Linked DNA regions of Oryza sativa: region 2 is linked to region 1. The links are chromatin contacts, called in public HiCAR-type maps. All regions are on one chromosome and are shown on one strand. Each heading gives the region's core, a stretch centred on a gene start, on an enhancer-like site or on the middle of the called end of the contact. The rest is flanking DNA. Distances are from core to core; before and after follow the strand shown. Region 1 holds the start of LOC4340640 (pyruvate dehydrogenase E1 component subunit alpha-2, mitochondrial-like). Region 2 holds the start of LOC4340656 (MACPF domain-containing protein At1g14780).

Region 1 (3,919 bases), core at 1,388-3,887:
TGCAGTATTGAACGTGCCATGATTCATAAGCACAAGTAGTTCGAATGAACGAAACATTTTTGAGGACATATATAACTGCAATTCAGACCTTTGCTTTCGCGATGGCAGTGTCGACTTGCTTCCTTATTTCTTTCTCCATGTCCTAAGAAGAAACATCATAGTAGATTTGACTTAGGATTTCTGTGTTTATGTTTTCCGCCAAAGCTAATCTCATGCAAGGATACACTATTTTTGTGTCGGTTTGTGCTTCTCTTTTGTATCTCATAATGAACTAAAATATACAGCTGATTTCTCTGCCTTGAATCAAAGAAAAACAGCATGCTACGTCTTGCATTATTGCTTTGTGATACTATTTATATGTACCACAATAGTATACCTTGAGTTCTTGTGTGGTTGCAAAGTCATGGGCCAGTAGTAGCTTCCTAACCCTTTCAATTGGATCGCGCTCCTGTTGGTAACATAACACAAACAACTTACTCAGAATGAATGTCTTCGGTGTAAATTAAGTTTTGAGTCGAGACTCGAGAGCTCATGGCCGGCCATCCTGATTCCTGACCTGTCTTATGCCTGCAATTTCATCTCTGGTGCGGTAAGTGCTCCCTGGATCTGACATAGAGTGTCCGTGGTATCTGTAGGTGTCCATCTCAAGAATCTACAACACCGAGAGGATATAGAAAAGTTACATGCATCTCCAAGAGCAGGATTGTGTTTTCTACTGATTAGCGGCACTGAATCTATCGAACAATATGAGCTAAACCACACTACCAGCAGTGTATTTCAGCACAGCCCAACCCCTGAGAGATCCAGAAATGTCCATAATGTGCACAGTCGAAATGGCAATCAGGAAATTCACTTACAATCGGTCCATTTTCAAGAGCATGTTGCTTGGCAAATTTACAAGCTTGTTTGACTGCAAGAACATCCATACCATCGACCTGCACCAAACACAAGGTACCATAACCATCATCACAACGATACAAACAAGAGCACCAACACGGCCACCTCCATGCCTGCATATCCCCATAACTTCTTGCATGCAAGCTAATCGCAGTAAAAATAACTGCAACCCAACTTGCCGTAGGTGTGGCAAGCCACACAAAGTAATCGTTGGCGGTTGGCCACAAGTGTGGTAAGATGTGACTTAAAAATGAGCCTACGACATGTGAGCCAGCGAGTTAATGAAGTGTGGCAAATCATAGTTATAGCAAACCAAACACCAACCTAAGAAAGTTTGGCACATCTAGTACTCGAATATGTGGCATGACGATTTGTGGCAGTGAACCAAACAACCCCGGAACCCACAACTAGATCACAGAGTATGGTGATCAGAGTCCAGAAGGATGTTGCACTCAAATTTACTGGTCAATTATGTTCAGCTCAGTTCTCATTGTCACATCAACAGATCAACTCTCCATCAGCCAGAAAGAGTTCAAACAACTACTACTCATAAAAAAAATTCAAATAAAACAGACGTTAAATATTGGGTACGAAAATTCACAACTGCGCTTAAATGAGACGGAGAAGTATTTAGTTACCTTCAATCCTGGCACATAGTCGCCGCGTTTGTAGTATGCGGGGCTTTTCGATGCCCTCCATTCCGCCGTCCCCATCCCATCTGTGCAAACAAATTAAAATCAAACAGACCAAATCAAACCATCCGCAATTCATCCAGCGATCAACGAACAATGCAAGCAAAATCAATCCCAAAGATTGAACCGAATTCCAACTCACAGTGGTTGTTCTCGCAGACGAGCACGACGGGCAGCTTCCAGAGCGCCGCCATGTTGAGCGCCTCGAACAGCTGCCCCTGGTTGGCGGCGCCGTCGCCGTAGAGGTCGAACGTGACGGCGGCCTCCTTCCTGTACCTCTGCGCGAACGCGAGGCCGCATCCGAGCGGCACCTGCGCGCCCACGATGCCATGGCCGCCATAGAAGTTGGCGTCCTTCTTGTACAGGTGCATCGACCCGCCTTTCCCCCTGGAGCACCCGCCGCGGCGGCCCATGAGCTCGGCGAAGAGGGCGGCGAGGTCGCCGCCGCGGGCGAGGTAGGCGCAGTGGTCGCGGTAGGCCGTGATGATGGCGTCGGCGCGGGTGGTGGCCGCCTCCATGCCCACCGCGACGGCCTCCTGTCCGTCGTAGAGGTGGCAGAAGCCGCGGATCAGCTTCGCCTTGTACAGCGAGTCCGCCGCGATCTCCGCGCGGCGCATGGCGGACATGTCGCGGAAGAAGGTGGCGAGCTCGCGCGCCGTGGTGGCCACCTCGCGCGGGGGCGGGTCCACGATGTGGGACTTGTAGGGGACCGAGGTCTCGATGGTGAGCGGCTCCGTCGAATCGGAGACACCCCGGACGCTCGTGGTCAGGGGCAGCGCCGCCGCCGCGCGCCGGGGCGCCGCCGTGACGCCGCGCAGGCGGCGGAGGAGGACGACGGCCGCGGCCATGGCGCCGATCGATTGGGCACGCGCAGGTTTGGTTTGGGAGCTTGGACTTTGGACGCAGCAGCAGCAGCGCGCGGTGCTCGCCGCGGTGGAGCGGATGATGGGGTGGTGGCGTCGCGGTGTCGCGCGGCGGAGCGGGCCGCGTGGCGCGGTGTGGGGCTCGGCTTCGCGTTCGCCTCCGTGACTAGGCTCGCTTTGCCATTAAAGAAAGCGAGCATGGCGCACAGGTGGCTCCTTGTGGGGGGGTGGGGGGGGAGGGCGGGGAAAGCCAGCGGGAGGTGGGAGCTCACGGCCCGGGGGGCACATGGCGGCGTCCCGTTCGCCGGCAGCGAGCCGTCGCTCTCAGAGTCTCGGTCTCCGGGCGCGAATTTGATCGAACACCTGTCGAGCTGTCGGCAGCAACCCGCTCCGCCGCGTGCCGGAGAGAACAGTTCGGGGAATTAAGTGGGCCGAATACAACTATGGGCCGAAATTGGTTATCGAAATAAGGTGGCCCAGATTTATGTGTGGGCGGAATTCATCGATGAGAATTAAGTAGGCCAAATTCATTTATGGGTTGAATTCTCTGATCAGCGGCGGTCAAATGTATTCACTCGTGGGCCACTTTTTGTTGACGAGAATGAAGTGGGCCAAATTCACTTGTGGGCCTAATTTGTTTATGAGAAGGAATAAGATCACCGAAGGTCCCTCAACTTAACGAGATTTTTTGAGGTCTTTTAACCACAAAACCAAAAATCTCCGCCCCTAAATTATACAAAACCGTAAAAAAAAAAAAAAGTTCGTTAGGCAGTATTGATCTATTTTTTTCCTGGTTTGGCTGACATGGCATATAGTGGGATCCACATGTCAGTGTCCTCTCCTCTCCTCTTTTCTTTTTATTTTCTTCTTCTCTTTTATTTGTTCTCTCTTCTCTTCTCTTCTTCCCCCCGAACCTGAGAGGACGGCGGGTGGAGCAGGCCACAGGCGGGCGGTGACGGGCGAGCACGGAGGGAGACAAGGTAGCTGCTGCCGCTCGGAGGGAGGCGAGGTGGTGGTAGTAGTTGGCTAGTTGCTGCAGTAACCGCCGTTGGAGTACACGATCACCGGCACGTCGTGCCACTCGTCGCACGGCGGCGCCTCGTCAACGGTCACCAGTCGCAACGTCACCTCCGTGATGGAAGGCATCACGCGGGACTCGCCCTTGTGGGTGTACGGCTGGATCTTCCACCTCGTCGCGTTCGCGTCCAAGCCCGTCGTGTTCACGCCGCTGCGGCCGGAGATGGAGGCGAGGCGAGGCGCCACCAGGAATACCTCCAACTCGCGGCTGAGGATGCGGATGGCGCCCTCCATCTCGTACACGTCGGATTTATTGTCACTGAAGTCACATCGCAGGTGAGGCTCCGGGATGAACTCATCTGCATTAATAATTTCATCGAACAAAAACAAAATCAGAATCTTTTCTCCAAAAAAGACTCAGAATCAACAACCTGTGGTTAGCATCACCAT
Region 2 (3,748 bases), core at 333-2,832, 230 kb before region 1:
TGATAACTTTACAAAATTTGGTAAGATTGAAAATAGTATTAAAGTGAACAGGTCCAAAGAGTATAGAAGGGATAAATATTCTTCGTTTGCAGATAAGGATAGGTAAGTACATAAGAGTACACTTTTTTTTTCATAAAAAATAGTAAAGATATAAGAATAAATTTATTTTCGAACGAAGAGAAAACCTTGCAATGGCCGATGGGTCCCACGCCGCCGGCACGTCGGCGACGACGTGGCCAGCGAGGGCGAGCGGGCGGCAGTCGAGGCGGAGGTCGAGGAGGGAGATGAAGTAGCCGTCGAAGGCCAAGCACCTGGTGTCGCCGGCGTCGCTGGCCCAGGAGTCGCTGCCGAAGTCGAAGCACGAGTTGAAGAGGCCCGACGGGATCTTCCCCGGCAGCGAGCTCCGGTGGTTGAACAGATCCGACATCTGCAGATGAACGTGCGGTCGAATTAGGAATAATTAATTATCTTTTCATGGTTATTTGGTTGAACAATTATTTTGTTTTGTTTTTAAATTTTGTTGTTGTAGGATGATGATTTCTTAACTCGTTGAGACTGTAAGTAGTACGCGTGTTGTTGACATTATGCTCTGGACTCTGATTGTCTGATTATTTTTGGAAGAAATTTTGACTTTGATCATGATTCAAATATTAATAACGTAGTGAGGAAAATAGCCTTGAGCTTAGACGAAACATAGAGATCAAAGATTAGTAGTAAGAAATAGGTGACCACTGTTCCATATGTCCATTTTGTTTGGTTATGAAAAAGATTTGGCAAAAAAGAAGTAACTGAACAGTTTTTTTTTTTTTGTCAATCTTTTGGATAACTCTAAAAGGAGACTTTCATTTGTGAGCAGCTGGCAATTAATTCGCTTGCAATTTGTGTCATTTTGAACCAGCAAATAAAATCAAATGAAGCAGCAACCAAATCAACGAACCTTGTTGAACTCGAGCACGTCGGACTTGAACCTGATGCGGTCGCCCTTGCCGAACTTCACGTCGGCCGGCACGCCGGCGACGACGCCGACGCCCGGCACGGCGACCGCCGCCGCCTTCTCGCCGCTCCTGGCAACGAGACAACCTCCCTCATCCTTGCAGTGCTTCAGCCTCAGGTCGCCCGCCATGTCGACACCTCTGCCGAGGCACCTCACCGCCCTCTGCACCGCCGCCGCCGCCATGCCGCCGCCGGCGATCTCCATCTCCTCCATGCTCCTTGGCATGTCTTCTCTTGGGGTTGGATGCTTTGAACGAATTGCGACGTATATATGCTTACTCTATGCACATGCCAAATTGACCGTGCTGCCAAGAACTTGTCATCAAAGATGTCAAAACATGTGATGAAAATTTCTATCTCTTCTCTTCTGTTTTGTCTGGAAACTATCCACAACCAATACAGGTTGGTGATTTGGGATTGGGAGGAGGAGGAGAAAATGCACAAATTGACACTTTTGGGGGTTCAAATTTATAGGAGTGGATAGGAAGTTGAGGGACAGGGACAAGAGATTGGTGGGTGTGGGAACAAGAACAGGGGTAGCATAGGTTGACTGACTGCTAAGCTGTTGCTTTTTAATTTTGTTTTGTGTAGACTCTGCTTGAATTGACTCCAGTTATTGGAATTGTTTTTTGGGGACCAAATTTTACCCCTTCTTGCTGGGCACCGCCGCACCGCCAAAGCATACGACTCCTCATCCCTGTGATATGCTGCACGTTTTTCTTACTAATGCAAAAGTGTATTCTTTTGTGTTTGGTGTTTTTTTTATATAAATAAATTTTACGGAACTATAGATACTCTGATCAATATACCATAAAACTACATATTCAACATAGAGTATCACAAAACTAAAAACTATAGAGTCAGTGACAAATTGGTCACAAGATGATAATGTTTATAATTCAAACTCGAAAATCGTAGCTTTATGATACATTTAGGTCGAGTTCTTTTCATCAACTCGAAACGATAACTTCTTCGTTTTCTGTTAGAATGCTTTTCAATTTACAAAACCGTGTGTTTTATCATACATATAAAAGTTAAAAACAAAATTTCAAAATTTATAGTTGTTAATTCTTAATTATTCACTTGCTAATAACATATCTTTGTTTTGCGTGGCGGAGATAAGCTCAGCCCAAATGTTGAGTTGAACAGCGCCTTATTATTAAATCTAAAGTTTTTGGGACACTTTAGGTTAGATCTATAGTTTCATGATAAATTTGATATTAAAACTGTAGTTTTATGATATGTTAAATAAAATATATAATGTTGTAATATTTTGATCAAAGTATGTATAGTTTTGTAAATGAAATGTACTATTTTTATCCTGATGTTTTTCAAGTGTGTAATCCGCAACCTGACGACCCATTTGAATTCTCTCTGATGTAATGCCAAACTACATGTATTAATGGGTACTGGCTAAACTGATATACCACTTTTATGTACAAATACTTGCTATTTAGACTTTGATTGTTAATAACTTTTAAAATTTTCAGTTAGGACAAATGAAATTAAGTCATACAGTTAGATTTGTCATGCGACGTATTAGTGGTTTTTAAATTTGCTTACAACACTCTTTCTCTGTACACACACATATGTATATTCCTCTCTAAATTTGGTCGTAATACATTTGGTATGCATTTACAGAGAAAAATAGACAAGTCATCTTGTCGGCAATTGGTACGGCAAGTATTTTCTTCCGAGCTAATTATTACTGTCATCCATAACTCCATTTTTTCCACGAATCGTAATTACTTTCTGTCCAATTTTTCCATGGATCATAATTATTTTTCATCAACGTCTCTGCTTCTCATTGCCCTCTAGTGACTGGCTCATCACAACTCATGAAGATAGCAGTCAGCTTACCTACCAAAAACCACGCGTACAATGGGAGTTGAGGCCTGGAAATGACTAAAATAATAGAAGGATTTTATTTCTTGGGAAATATTTCTTGTGAGATCCTTGAATCATAGGAATGGGGTTGCCTAATCCTATGGAATAGTTTCTGTCAACGGTTTATACCACGACTACGATATTTAGAAGTATCGGGATCATTGGTGCCAAGGTGCACGCGAGATTGAGATAAAGAGATGAGAGATAGAGAGATTTTTATATAGGTTCAGACATCTTAACTGACAGGTAATAGTCCTACTTCTGTTAGCTGAAGCCGGTGTTGCCTTTATATATCGGTATCACACGAGTACAATATTTGGGATAACCTAATCTAGTCTCGGTCGTGTTGGCGGCAAAACCTAATCTAGTCTCTGTCGTGTTGGCGGCATGGAGAGCTCTTACACGTAGTCGACGGTTAGTGTAGTCTTGAACTCGATGAGATGGAGGTAGCGCTAGATCCCTCATGTCGGCTTTTGTGGCTCTAAATTGGGTATGTCTAGGCTTGCCTTCCGTTGGTCTAGATTTGTATTGGTGTGTCTCCCCTCCTTCCGAATACGTGTCTTGTATTTATACCCTCGGATATCCTCTTGTCCAAATAGAACTAGGAAGACACGTATGGATACGATCTGAGTAGTTCATGTAGTATCCAGCTAAAACTCTGCTTCTTCTTCTTTATCCGGAACATCTTCCAAATATAAAGACGTGATTTCGTATAAAACTTGATATATGGTGGAGCCCGCCGAGTCTAACCTAAAACTATTGGGTATGTTTTATGTATGACACTGACAGTTTCCTATGCCTTTATTCGTCGTTTGTCTTTGGGGCAGACGGTAAACATTAATAGTTGTCGCACTCATCCATGCCACAC

The links. HiCAR-type assays count read pairs that join an accessible place to other places.
Region 2: a HiCAR-type map of leaf shows a contact between it and region 1, with 2.5 times the contacts expected there. The contact joins the promoter of LOC4340656 here to the promoter of LOC4340640 in region 1. A contact is called at or near these places in 1 of 15 Hi-C or Micro-C datasets (an unstated tissue) and 1 of 4 datasets of contacts at active chromatin or transcription factors (leaf).

Annotation. Positions count from the first base shown.
Region 1 is chr6:7,769,883-7,773,801 of ASM3414082v1, reverse strand. It overlaps LOC4340640 (pyruvate dehydrogenase E1 component subunit alpha-2, mitochondrial-like), which reads right to left and starts at 2,637. Exons shown (of 8, transcript NM_001421516.1): 1 at 1,732-2,637; 2 at 1,536-1,615; 3 at 858-935; 4 at 557-652; 5 at 377-448; 6 at 89-142. The coding sequence starts at 2,437. It also overlaps LOC107281339.
Region 2 is chr6:8,001,699-8,005,446 of ASM3414082v1, reverse strand. LOC4340656 (MACPF domain-containing protein At1g14780) reads right to left here and starts at 1,582. Exons shown (of 8, transcript XM_015788778.3): 1 at 938-1,582; 2 at 186-427. The coding sequence starts at 1,219.